Linked DNA regions of Mus musculus: region 1 is linked to region 2. A link is a contact called in public HiChIP or PLAC-seq data. All regions are on one chromosome and are shown on one strand. Each heading gives the region's core, a stretch centred on a gene start, on an enhancer-like site or on the middle of the called end of the contact. The rest is flanking DNA. Distances are from core to core; before and after follow the strand shown. Region 1 has its middle 22 kb from the start of Gm39162. Region 2 holds the start of Eri1 (exoribonuclease 1).

Evidence for each region. HiChIP or PLAC-seq counts read pairs in DNA pulled down with a chosen protein or histone mark.
Region 1: a contact with region 2 is called in an H3K4me3 HiChIP or PLAC-seq map of bone marrow-derived macrophages, with 2.9 times the contacts expected there. The contact joins the enhancer-like site here to the promoter of Eri1 in region 2. A contact is called at or near these places in 1 of 39 promoter capture datasets (macrophages), 1 of 15 datasets of contacts at CTCF or cohesin (CD8 T cells), 8 of 484 Hi-C or Micro-C datasets (adipose-derived mesenchymal stem cells, cumulus cells, granulocyte-monocyte progenitors and 3 more), 2 of 115 datasets of contacts at active chromatin or transcription factors (bone marrow-derived macrophages and embryonic stem cells) and 1 of 9 other capture datasets (bone marrow-derived macrophages).

Annotation. Positions count from the first base shown.
Region 1 is chr8:35,554,057-35,560,253 of GRCm38.p6, reverse strand. No RefSeq gene overlaps it. Among named protein-coding and RNA genes, the nearest start is that of Gm39162, 22 kb to the right of the region's middle. Within about 2 kb of position 3,988, at least 22 of the 459 cell types and tissues checked have an H3K27ac peak or open chromatin away from gene starts, as enhancers often do. A contact at or near this core is called in bone marrow-derived macrophages, where this site is marked.
Region 2 is chr8:35,491,621-35,497,640 of GRCm38.p6, reverse strand. It overlaps Eri1 (exoribonuclease 1), which reads left to right and starts at 2,108. Exons shown (of 7, transcript NM_026067.3): 1 at 2,108-2,369. The coding sequence starts at 2,274. Gm51568 (a long non-coding RNA gene) reads right to left here and starts at 2,115. Exons shown (of 2, transcript XR_003947532.1): 1 at 488-2,115; 2 at 1-309.

The DNA of each region.
Region 1 (6,197 bases), core at 2,739-5,238, 61 kb before region 2:
CTGGAGGTCTGGGATTATAGCTCAGTGAGTAGGGTGCTTGCCCAGTATGCACAACCATGTTCAAATGTCAACACTGCCTACAACCAGGCATGGTGGTACCAACACCTCTGTTATCTCCAGTTTCAGGAGGCACAATCAAAAGGATCAGAAGTTCCAAGTTGTCCCTGGTTACATAACAACTCCAAGGCCAGATGGGCTATGAGATTCAAAATAAAACATGTACAAACAAAAAACTTAATTAAATTGGACTTTTAGGTTATAGTGTCACAAATTTGCATAAGTCATTTTCAGAAAGATGTGTTTAGTTATAAAGCATGATTCTGCTCCATTCCCTGGGGACCCTGCCTATTGGTGTGGACTCACCTTAGGTCATTCTCACCAACTCTCATCATCCTTTCTAGCCCATCTCCATTCTTTCTGTAGCCCAAATCCAGAAACACTTTCTACTAGGGATTCCAAGTGGCAACATAGAGAAGTGTCTCACTCAGCCAACTTCTTGTAGTGAACTTTGAACACTGGGCAAGAAGTGAAATGTCAGAAGCAGTAGTACATGTCTGTAAATGAACAGTCTTTGAGCACACGAACTTTTCCCAGCTCATCTCACTAGGAACACCTTTGCTTGTACTTTTTTTTCTCCTTTTTTTGTGTTTAGCTGTGTGTCATGGGGTGTTTCATTTCTTTTTGGGGGTGGGGGTTCAAGACACCACCTGTATAGCCCTGGCTATCCTGGAACTCACTTTGTAGACCAGGCTGGCCTCGAACTCAGAAATCCACCTGCCTCTGCCTCCCGAGTGCTGGGATTAAAGGTGTGCACCACCACTCCCAGCGGGTGTTTGATTTCTTAAAGAGAGAGAAAGGATGTGTAGTTATGCAGGTGGAGAGGTAGGCAGGTTCTGGTAAGAGTCTGAGGAGGGAAAATTGTGATCAGAATATACTTCCTGAAAAAAATTTCCAGTAAATATTGAAACTTTTTTAAAAGTGCAATTCCTTCTTTTCATATATGTTTAACTTTTTCTGGTTGCAAATTAAGTATATAAATTATTTTTTAAAAATCAAGAAATTCGTGGAGGTCCAAAATACCCTCTGGGACATGTTGCAAGGCCTTTCAGCATTTTAATCCCAGCAGTGTAGTAGACCAGATGTCTACTTCCACAGTTTGTGCTCATTGGAGCACTTTCCTGCAGGTCAGGCCTCAGGTTTACTATGCTGCCTTATCAACCAACTTCCCTGCCTTCTGGTCGTGTTCAGCCAGTGGCCCTGTTTCACAAGCCTCAAGAAGGACTTGCTTGGAGGAGAGGAATTCAGTGCTTTCTTTTAGAGCCCTTTAAAATCCTGTCTTAAAATGGTGATTTGAATATAAACTGTTTATTCTGGAGCCATTCCCAATAAGACATAGTAGGAAAATGAGAAAGAGAAAGAAAACAGGGAATCCAAGGAAAGAGGGATTGTCAAGCAAGCTTTCCTTACAGCCAGCTAGAGTTGAATCTCTGAGGAAATCTCAGGAGGTAAGGAGTGAGTTGGTCCACTTGAGGATGGGATGTGGGAATACTTATCAATTCTTTGATTAATGCTTTCTTCAGAATGAGTGCATGAAAAAGCCAGCAGTGAGAGACTGCAAGAGCAACTCACATTGAGACAAGAGAGCAAAGAAAGCTGAACAATGGTATCCTGAGCCCTGGCCTGCTTACACTGAAGTCTCAAAAGAAGCTGCTGGAAGGCCAGTTTCCATGAAGTGGCATGGGCAGTTTTGTGGGGTCAATGCCAAAATGCTTCAAAGAAAGAGAAGGAGGTCATGGGAAGGGAATGAAAGGGCTGGAGCAGAGATAGCTGATTAGAACTGGGTTAAACTGTTGAAAGTTTTCTCTATCTATAAGAGCTGGGCTAGTCTGGTGTGTGGGGTGTTGGGGGGGGCAATCCTTCTGCTCAGCTTTCCAAGTGCTGAGACTATAAGTGTGCATCATCATACTTGGCTGGCTAAGACAAACACAGACAAGCAGATGAATAAACACACACACACACACACACACACACACACACACACTGTGCCTTCGGGTATCCAGTCATATCTGAATATTTTTTCCAGCTGTCAGTCTCTCTGTTCATATGCGCAGACAAGAGGCAATCCTCTAAAGACCAGCTCTGACCAGGAGCTGTTTGTGCTGCATGAGAGGAGGAAGGACATTGAACACCGGTGTTGACAAGGAGACACATGATGCGCTTTATGCTCCTGTGGTTCCAACATTAGAGTTATTCAAATTAGAATCAGCATTCCTACAGCAGAAAGCTTTTGTCCTAGAAAAGACATTGCGATTCAAATAGAACAAAAGGAAACAGCAAAATAGTGAGGATAACTGATTTGTTACATTATAATTATTACAAGTTCAAAGTCTTATTACATCTACTTGCCTATCAGGTCACTCAGACTAATACAGGGAACCATCCTGAAATCTTCCTCAAATGTCCCACCAGAGACTCATATCCTTGATTTTTCAGAGAGGAAAAATCACTCTTTAGTGGCTATACAAATGAATGCCACCCAAGATAGAGTGAGGATGAGATCTGTTGGGTTGAAGACATTATTGGAATTGTTAGCATGGTAGGTAGACCAGATGTCAAAATCACTTGTTTGGCCATCCCTAGTAATCCTCTTCTCTACAGAGAAGTGTAGATCCTAATATGACTCCTGTAAAGTTACACAAAACAATGTGAACTCATAGAGAAACCCAAGATTATGATACTTAATAAGAAGTTGAAGGACATAGATGCTATGATTAAGCTAACTAATCTTGGAAGTAGTCAGGGTTTGCAGGAGTTCTGCAAGAAGCATATGTACATGTATGCATACAGCTAGACATTTGTTTTAATGCAGCGACTATTTGCAACTTACAGCATTTCTAATCTTGATTACTTTGCCTATGGTTTTAAGTCACTGTGGTCAATGCGCTGAATATTTCATGAGTGACATGAGACACAGTAAATGGAGATAGGTGCTTTAATTGCACAGAGCTATTGTGAAAACAAGTTAGATAATGTAATATAAAAACAATCTCCAGGCTCTATAGTATGTAATTATGAAGCATACCATTTACTTGCTTGCTTCTTGAATTTCTCCTTATGTATCTTTTGTAGTGACCATGTATTACTCTAATGGAATTGAGACCAGCTTAATCATTGCCAAATTGTTCCTCATTCTTGTTTTCTGCTATCTCAATATAGCTATTTATAAACATCTCTGCATGACTAGCATTTTTTTTCCTTTTGAAATGCTTCCTCTGGATGAATTCCTGGATGTACAAATAAATGGGTCTAACTAGAGTTGTGACATTCTTGTTTAAATGATGAATGCCTTCTTAACATATCCAAACAACCAGTTAATTATGATATACCACAATTCGGACTAATTAAGAAACTAATTTTAATCATAGTAGTGTTAGCCAGTCAGCATATATAAAACCAAATTAAGATAATTTTCAACGACAGGAAGCATATACAATAGAAGAACCCTGGCCACAGATTAAGATTGGATTTACCAGTTCAACATTGCTACTGACCAAGTGCATGACTAGACCAAATCCAATTTACTTAACTCACTCTTGCCTTAGTTTCATCTCCTACAAAAGTGGAGTCCACAGTCTTTTCTAAATCAAATTCTGACTCCATGGGGAACAAAGGCTCGTCTCTTCCAGGTAAATCATCGGAGGGTAAATGACTGATAACACTTACATATGATGAGTAACCTTCTTAGAGCAAAGAGCATCTCAGGGCAAAGAGTGTCCAAGTCCTGTCATTATGTTGTGCTATCATAACACAGCTGTGTATGATGCAGGCAAGGAGTTGGTGACCTTTGGGTGGAAGAAGAGAGGGCTCCACTCTTTACACATCAACAGTTTAAAAAAAAAAGGTTGGTAATCCCACAGTGTTCCTTTAGTGTGGGCGAACAGGAACCAGGCCACCCTGACCTCGTGGTCCAGGGAGACTGCCAGGAAGCCGGAGGAGCCTCTGAATGCTGAGACAGCACTCTTGGCAGCTCTGAGAGGAAGCAGAGAGGGCAGTATAATGAGTTAGTGCTCAGAAAGAGATGAGGATACTACGGCAGGAACTGTTGAATTAACCCCTGACTGTCATTATCAAGCACTTTCAGAAATGGCCATATAATTATTTCAGTTGGAGCAAACAAACCGAACAACAAATAAGCAATGATCCCCCACCCCATCCACGCCCATACACACACTAACATTGTATCCAAGCTTCATTCACTTCAGAGACACTAATACTTAAAAAATAAATAAATAAACTATAGCGCAAGGTTGTAACTCAGTGGTAGAGGTCTTGCCCAGCAAATAGAAAGCCTGGTATTCCATCCCCAGCTCTGCAAAATGTAACTATATGAATCAATTATGATGTTTATACCTCTTAATTACTATTCCTCAGATTCAATTCTGGAGTTTTATATTTCTTCTCTAATGCTCTGGTATGGATGCTGAATCTAAGACCCCAGACTAGAGGTCATATACAAAGACAGTGAATGATGAACTGTCATCAAACCCAGAGTCCCTGGATTATCCTGACCATCCACTGCCTCCTCTTCCTCCAGCCCTCAGAGCTCCAGTTCTGAACTGATGATGCCTGGCTGGCTATGTGGCCTCTGATCACCCCATCTCTGAAACCTAATGCCTTCCTCTCTTTACCTCTGTCTCTCTTCCTAGCACTTTGCTCCATGGAAAACCACTGAGCTTTTGGCCTGTACTCAGAACTTAGTCTAGTAAATACTTACAAATGTCACCTTTGAAGTTTTAGCTAAAACATCTTCTCTGGGCCATTTTAGCACCAGACCGTTATAAACCCATAAGAGCTGTGTGCTTTGAAGCCCAACATTTTATATTGATTTTTATACTTTAAGCATCCAGCCAGAATTTAGTAAATAAGTGTTTTAACACACATTGAATATGTGTGTGTGTGCTAATAATCATATCACCAACTACTCTCTAATACAAGTATGTGAGGAAGACAAATAATAAAAGAATATACAAAACAGTTGTAGGGTTATATTCAACCATGTTTGTACTTATATTTGCTTGATAGAAGTGCATATAGTGCAATAGTTCCCAAGCTATGTAACGCTGCAACCCTTTAATACACTTCCTCATTTTGTGATGACCACCCACCATAAAATTATTTTGTTGCTACTTCGTAACTGTTGTTTTTATGAATCACAATACAAATACCTGTTTTCTGAAGGTCTTTTGGAGGTTAGGACCCAAGGATGAAGTCTAGAAACAAATCAAAAAGAGACCAGATGGTTTCAGACCCCTTTCCTTTCCAAGGATCTAAAAGATTCTAAAGAAAAGCCCATCAATAATCCCACTCCTGACACAACCCATGAATTTTTCTTATGCTTTCTTCTCAAGATGTTTTTTTTTTAATTTCATTGATTTGTTTTATATGAGGGACCGGGTGCTTACAAGTATAGAATACAGAGGACAGCTTGTGAGACTCATTTCTCTCCTTCCACTGTATGAGACCTGGAAACTGAACTCAGATGTTCAGGCTTGGAGAGAAGAGCCCTTAATTATCAAGCCATCTCCCTGGTCATCTCCTATACTTCTAGCAACCATGAACTCATTTAAATGAACAAATTGTTCTTAAATGTATTTTATTCCTTCTTAGAAAGTCTAGGACTGATTTACTCCTTAGCACACGTTATTCTAAGTGTGAATCCCTCTGCAGAATGACTTGCCTGGAACAGTGGGCACTGAAGAATCGTGCTTTGAATGAAGGAGTCCTTCCAGGAATCACTGACACAGTTGAAATGCTAATCTGGGCTCTTGGACATCAGTCCACTGTTGGCCCTGGTTCCTAGCCCATGGGAACATCGTCTCCATGGTGAGGAGATCCTGGACAGCTTTGTGAGACAAAGCAAGTTTCAAATGCTGGCTCTGTTCTATGTCTTTCAGGTTGTTGCCCAATTCAGCTAAGTTTCTGTTTTGTTTTGTTTTGTTTTGTTTTGTTTTGTTTTGTTTTGTTTTTCACCCATAAAAGAGCAAGAATAATAGTAATATTCAAGATGTGAGAGCTAAAGTCTAATATGCCATTGGGCTACTCTGAACTCAGAGACTTGGCATACATAAGTGTAGATTTGCTGTGGATTACTGTTTTGACCTGAGTGTGGTGAGGGATGGTTTGGTCAAACACAGGGT
Region 2 (6,020 bases), core at 859-3,358:
GATGAAAGGTCAGGATTCCTGTAGCAGTTCAGTCTACTAGGATGTCAGCTGGTCTTCAGTCTTGTTGGAGTCCCATCTAGGAAAACAGTGCCTCAGCAGCAGGACAGATAGACAGGACAGATAGACAGGCAAGCAAGCAAAGGGCACAATCTTCCATTTTCCAGGTCCTTTCATGTAGGCTGCCATTAGAGGGCATGACCCAAATTTTGAGTGGGTCTTCTCAACTCCGTGACTCTCATGTGTTTGTTTCTTAAAGGCATTCACTAAAGGTGTGCTAGGGGAACCTCAAATTCAATGTATCCTGCAAAACTAATTGTAAAAGGGAAAGGTTTATTTTTCTTATATGATATATTGGATATCTAATTCCATATTTGATAATGTTAGAAAGTTTAATAAAAGTCCAAATATCAATTATTTGGTAAATATAATCTATTTCTAATGTTCTTCTCAGAAGTCAAAATGTAGATAGGAAAGGAGAAAGACTTACTGTCATTGACGTTTTTCACAGAACTCTTACAGAGGGCTGGGTTTCAGTTCCCTGCACCCACATGGCAGCTGACATCCGAATCCAATCCCAGGGAGTCTCACACCTTTTGGCTTCTGTTGGCGCTTCACATACATGAAGTGTACATAGATGCACATGTAGACAAAATACTCATATACATGGAATAGCATAAAATATTTTTAAAAATAAGCAAGCAGAATTTGAGACTGGAAAAGTGATTTTTCTTCTTTTTATGGTTAGATGCACTGGCTGCCTTTTTAGAGACCCCGGTTCAATCGCCAGTGTGTGAGAAATACCAAGTAAGAGTCTTGTCTTATGACAAGTGTTTAACCATGACCAAGGCAACTCTTAGAAGGATAGCGTTTAATTGGGGCTGGCTTATAGGTTCAGAGGTTCAGTCCATTATCATCAAAGTGGGAGCATGGCACCATCCAGGCAGGCATGGTACAGGAGAAGCTGAGAGTTCAACATCTTGCTCCAAATGCAAACAGGAGAAGACTGACTTTCAGGCAGCCAGCATGAATGAGGGTCTTAAAGCTCATGCCCACAGTGACAGACTTCCTCCAACAAGGCCACATCTACTAATAGTGCCACTCCCTGGGCCAAGCATATTTAAACCACCACAAGTCTTTTCTATGGATACTATAAAACTTGGGTTTAAGACAAAGAATTGAAATCTTTTTATCTTCCTCCACCTTGTGAGACTTTTAATGAAAATGTTTCGATCCTTCAGATCCAGAAAAACTACTGTTTACTCAAAGAACTGCTCCTTTATTCCAATGGCCCCTTTCCCCATCCTCCACTTCCTGTGCACCAATTCTTTTCAGACTAGCCAATCAAATCAGGCTGTGAAACAACGGGACCTCAAATCAGGAGGAAGAGACACACACAGGCCACACCCTAAGTTAAAATAATCACCAAACACACTTCCTGACTTGTATGTATTCACTCTTCGAGCATACCCGCTTGATAAAGAGTAAAGTTCATCTTGCCCAGACACTTAAGTTGGAATGGTAGTTTCTTCCTTCGCCTCTCAAAAACACCCACATGGCAACTCCCATGTTGGGTTCTAACTCCAATCCCAGGGACAACGCTCTCTTCAGCCTCCCTGGGGTACTGCACACACGCGGTGCAGACATGCTCGCAGGTAAAACACCCATAAACACAAGGGGGGGGGGTGGAGACGAATGAAAATGATTTTTAAAAACGTCCCCAAATGCCAAACAGCATTGGAAAGGATGCAATCCTGTAGATTTCAGCGTTGTGGAATCTAGACCCTAGGAACGCATCTGCAGAAGGGCATACATAGACTACACTGGTCGTTGTCAAAGCAGCTTCTGCTACAGTGGGGGAAAAAAAGTAAATAGATTTTGAGTTACTGGGAGGAAAGACCTTAGAACTTGCAGCAAACACTAATTAGGGCAGCTTCACGCGCGCATCCCAGGCAACCGGCGCAGCACCATTTTCGAACCTGCGGGCTACCCACGCCCACTTCCCCAAATCGCTCGCCTCCCGGGCTCTCTCCCGCCGCCGTCCTACCGCGCGCGCGCGGGGAGAAAAAGGAGGGGACCCGCCCACTGCGCCTGCGCGGCGTGACAACGCCACACGCTCCCGGAAGTAGGAGGCGTCCGGCGGAGTTTGTGTGGCGGCCGCCGCGGGAACGTGAAGCGCGGTAGTTTTTCAAGGGAGAGAGCGAGGCGGCTTCCCGCGGGTCTCGGTGGACCGACAGTGAGCGTCCGCGGCCGTCTCGCGGCCCGCGAGAGGCGGCATGGAGGACGAGCGGGGCCGGGAGCGTGGCGGCGACGCGGCGCAGCAGAAGACGCCGCGGCCGGAGTGTGAGGAGTCCCGGCCGCTGAGCGTGGAGGTGAGGTCGGGAGCTCGCGCGCGCGTGCGGGGCGGCCTCGCTCGCTCCCCTGCTCCGTCCTAGTCGGGGCGAGCATCGTCGGCCTCGAGAGGGAGGAGGTCAGGCGGGAAGTTCCGAGTGAGAATTCCGCGTAAACATTCGGCGCGCGCGGGCGCACTGCCGTTCCATCAGCCCCGTGGCGCTGATTGGCTGGGTTCTCTCCAGCGCCCACCCTCCCCGCCAGATGCGGCGGCAAGCCTTTCGGGGTGCTCGGACAGCCCGTGTCTTCCCAGCCCCAGACGGCCCACTGCCCTCTGCACCCCGAGGTGCATCTGTTCCCGAGAGGACCCTCCCCCGGTCTTTCCCCGTCCCCTACTGTCTCGCCCAGAACCCTGCCACGACCGGCTTTCTAAGTGATTTGCTACTTCCTCACGGCATGGGCAAGATCAGGAGATGATCCCCGGACTTCTGTTTTTCATCTTGATGAATTAGTGTTGGCTAGCGCCGCGGGTTGTGAGCGAGATGCTAAATTCTGTCGCTTTTTCGTAAGAGGAGTTGAGTACTGACACCCAGGTTATTCATTCATTGGCAGGGTAGAGAGATAGATGGCTTGGGTGTGAAAGGCTAGGCTCAAAAACCAAAATGTCAGAAGGTGGGTATTCCATAGAGGCGTCCCAATGCCTTTATTCTTTCCATTTACACCTTCGTGTAGTAGCCAGAATAGCCTTTTAAATATTATTTTTTAAAATGTGTGTGTGTGCGCAGGTGCCTCTGAAGACCAGGAAAGGAGGTATGGGTCTTGGGGAAGAGCAGAGTTTGTTCTTCATGGTTAAGCTGTCTATCAGGCCTCTAGAGTTTCCTTTTGACAGTCTGTGCCGAGGTTGCGCTGCGCATTCCGTGCCTTCTTCAGTTTGCCCCTCTGCTCAGTTCATATACACATCTTCGTCCACTCTGGCTTCCTTGTGTTCTTTTATCGTGGAGTGTTTTGTAACGTAAGGATCTTGTGCTCCTCTTGTCCGGAGCATGCTTCTCTGGATCTTTCCAGATTATTCCCTTTGTTGGTAGGTACTTTGGAAGGCTGAAGACGCTTCCATCTGCCCTCTCTGGAAAGATGCCCCTTTCATTTTAACATACGTTGTTGACAATATCATCTAAGTCGGTTCGAAAGCTAATTTTAATTTGCAGAGCGTTTTCTAAGAGAAGTTGAATATACTTCATTGTCTTTCAGAGTCCTGAAACTTTGAGATAGAATGCTTTGAAGGCCTGGATCTGTGTTCAGATGGATTTTTTTTTTTTTTTTGAAACTACTTTGTTCAAGTTTTTTGTTGTTGTTGTTTTTGAGATTTAGCTAGTAAAATTTCCACCAGCTCCAGTTTTGGTGGCTGGTGTAAACTGGTAGAAGGAAAGAATGGCGTTTTAATGTTTGGACATTTTTGTTTCAGTGTGCAAAAGCTTTTTTTTTTTTTGTAAATAGCGTATGGTTTTTGACTACAAGATTGTGAGAACAGGGTGTTGAGAAGTGGTTGCTTCCTAGTTACTTTATAAAACTGACACTTTGAAACAAACAGATTGTGTTCATTTTACAAAGGGTTTCAAAGATGAAGATAGAGCTACCTTCGAAGTAGAAAAAGAGCAGCAATATTTTGAGATACTCATATTTGGTTTAGGAAAGTGTGCAAACCCATCCTTAAGTTCCACACCCTAAGGCCCTTTTTCAAACACACTTTTTAAAATATGTGTATGAGTACTATCTGCATGTACACCTGCATGCCAGAAGAGGCATCAGATAGATGCTTGTGAGACATCATGTGATTGCTGGAAATAGAACTCAGGACAAATTAATGAAGTTCGTGATCCTTTCCCGAAATGTAAAGAGTAAAGGGATGTCTTGTTTGTTATAATGGAAACCATGTGTATATTCATTTGGGTACATGCAGATTATAGAATGTCAAGGCTCTATGAAAATGATTATGTGTTTCCATGTTGTAGCCAGTCCTATATGTGAGGTGTGAGAGGTGAATCTAGAGATAGTGGATGCTAGTGTTAATCTTGGGCATTAATTTAGAAAATAAGTGTATGTTTGCAGATAGTTGTGCATGTGGGGTTGTAAATTTCCTTCTGTTCCTTTGTTGGGTTATTTAAACTTTTTTTTTTTTTTGAAAACTTGTCGTGTACTTGAAATTTGGGAGGTAACAGTTTTCACAATATCAAGAAATCAAGGCTGGAGTTGAGCCTTGGCATCGGAAGTAAATATTTATAGAAATGGTCATTTATTTATCTAGAATAGGTATGCTTGTGTGGTAAATTTTCAAAGCTATAGATTTTAAATAAGAATTCAAGTGTATCAGAATGGATTTATTCAAAGAGAATTGGTATAAGTTAACTAAGACATTGATTTTGGTTAAACTGTTAATGTTGACAGTTTTGTATCCCGAATAACGACAGAGCTTAAAATTCATTGTAACTTTAAATATAAGTTATCCTGATCATGTCCAAGGAGAAATTTAAATATGCCTAAAGCTAGTTTCTTGGCTTAGTTAATGTGTATTTTTGACAAGCTTATTCCCCCTCATGAACGACTCATGCAGTGAAACTATTGGTCCCTTTCTCAAAGAGAATAGCAGTGAGAATTCCGAGTTCTCTGGCACAGCATCTAGCAGTTCACTGCTAGTCAGTTTGCTGCAGTTGGAAGCTAAGAGCGGGAGGTAATCCTTGATCCTTTGATGTCAGTCTTAGGCTAGGGACTGCAGCTTCTCTGGGTGGGCTCCTCCTTGTTCTGTAATTAGTAAGGTTTACTTGGGGATATGTAGTAAATTATGACCCAGTAAATACGCATTATAAATTAGTAGTAAATAAACTTTTTCAAGTTGAGTATAGTGGTACACACTTCTTTAAATATGCATATGAGTACTCTATCTGCATGTATACCTGCGTGCCAGAAGCAGGCATGTAATGCTTGGGAGACATCATATGTTTGCTGAGAGTTGAACTCAGGACCTCTGGAAAAATGACAGTGTTCTTAACCACTGAGCCATCTCTCTGGCCAGTAAATAAACTTTTGACAGTTCTGAAGACATCACTAGTATTTGTAACATTGCATATAGACATTTAGTTAACTTTAGAAATTCCTTAGAAATTACTGTATTTGTGGTTTAGGTCTACCTATGAGGAATATAGAATGGAGTCACGTGACAGAAAAGGAACACTGTAAATTTGAATAAATGATATAATGAGTGACTTAAATTGTGAACTTTAAAACAGAATGCATTTGTTTGTTTTAAGTGCTAGGAAGTTTAAGTTCCAGACTGACATCTGCTTTCTTTTACTTGGGACAGGTTCTGTTAACTTTGTGAAATAAAACTAGGTTAAGACGTTCTCGGGAAGCCACTGATTGATGCATGCACAATGATGTAGAAGTCACTTACTCACCCTTTTTCTGAGTTTAGGATATTATTTGTGAAAGGGTGTGTTTATAGTCTGGTGATGATGAGTAAAATCACTGTTTATTAGTAGTTAGCCTGCTGTATACCAGTCTCATGCTTAGGATAAATGCTAACTAACTACTGCTCACCATTACCAAACACATGTGGGGCAATTACACGTGTGTAGGTGAGGAGACTGCAGAGCAGTGGCTGGGCATTGCCCAAGGCTCTGCTGTAGTAAATGAGCAGC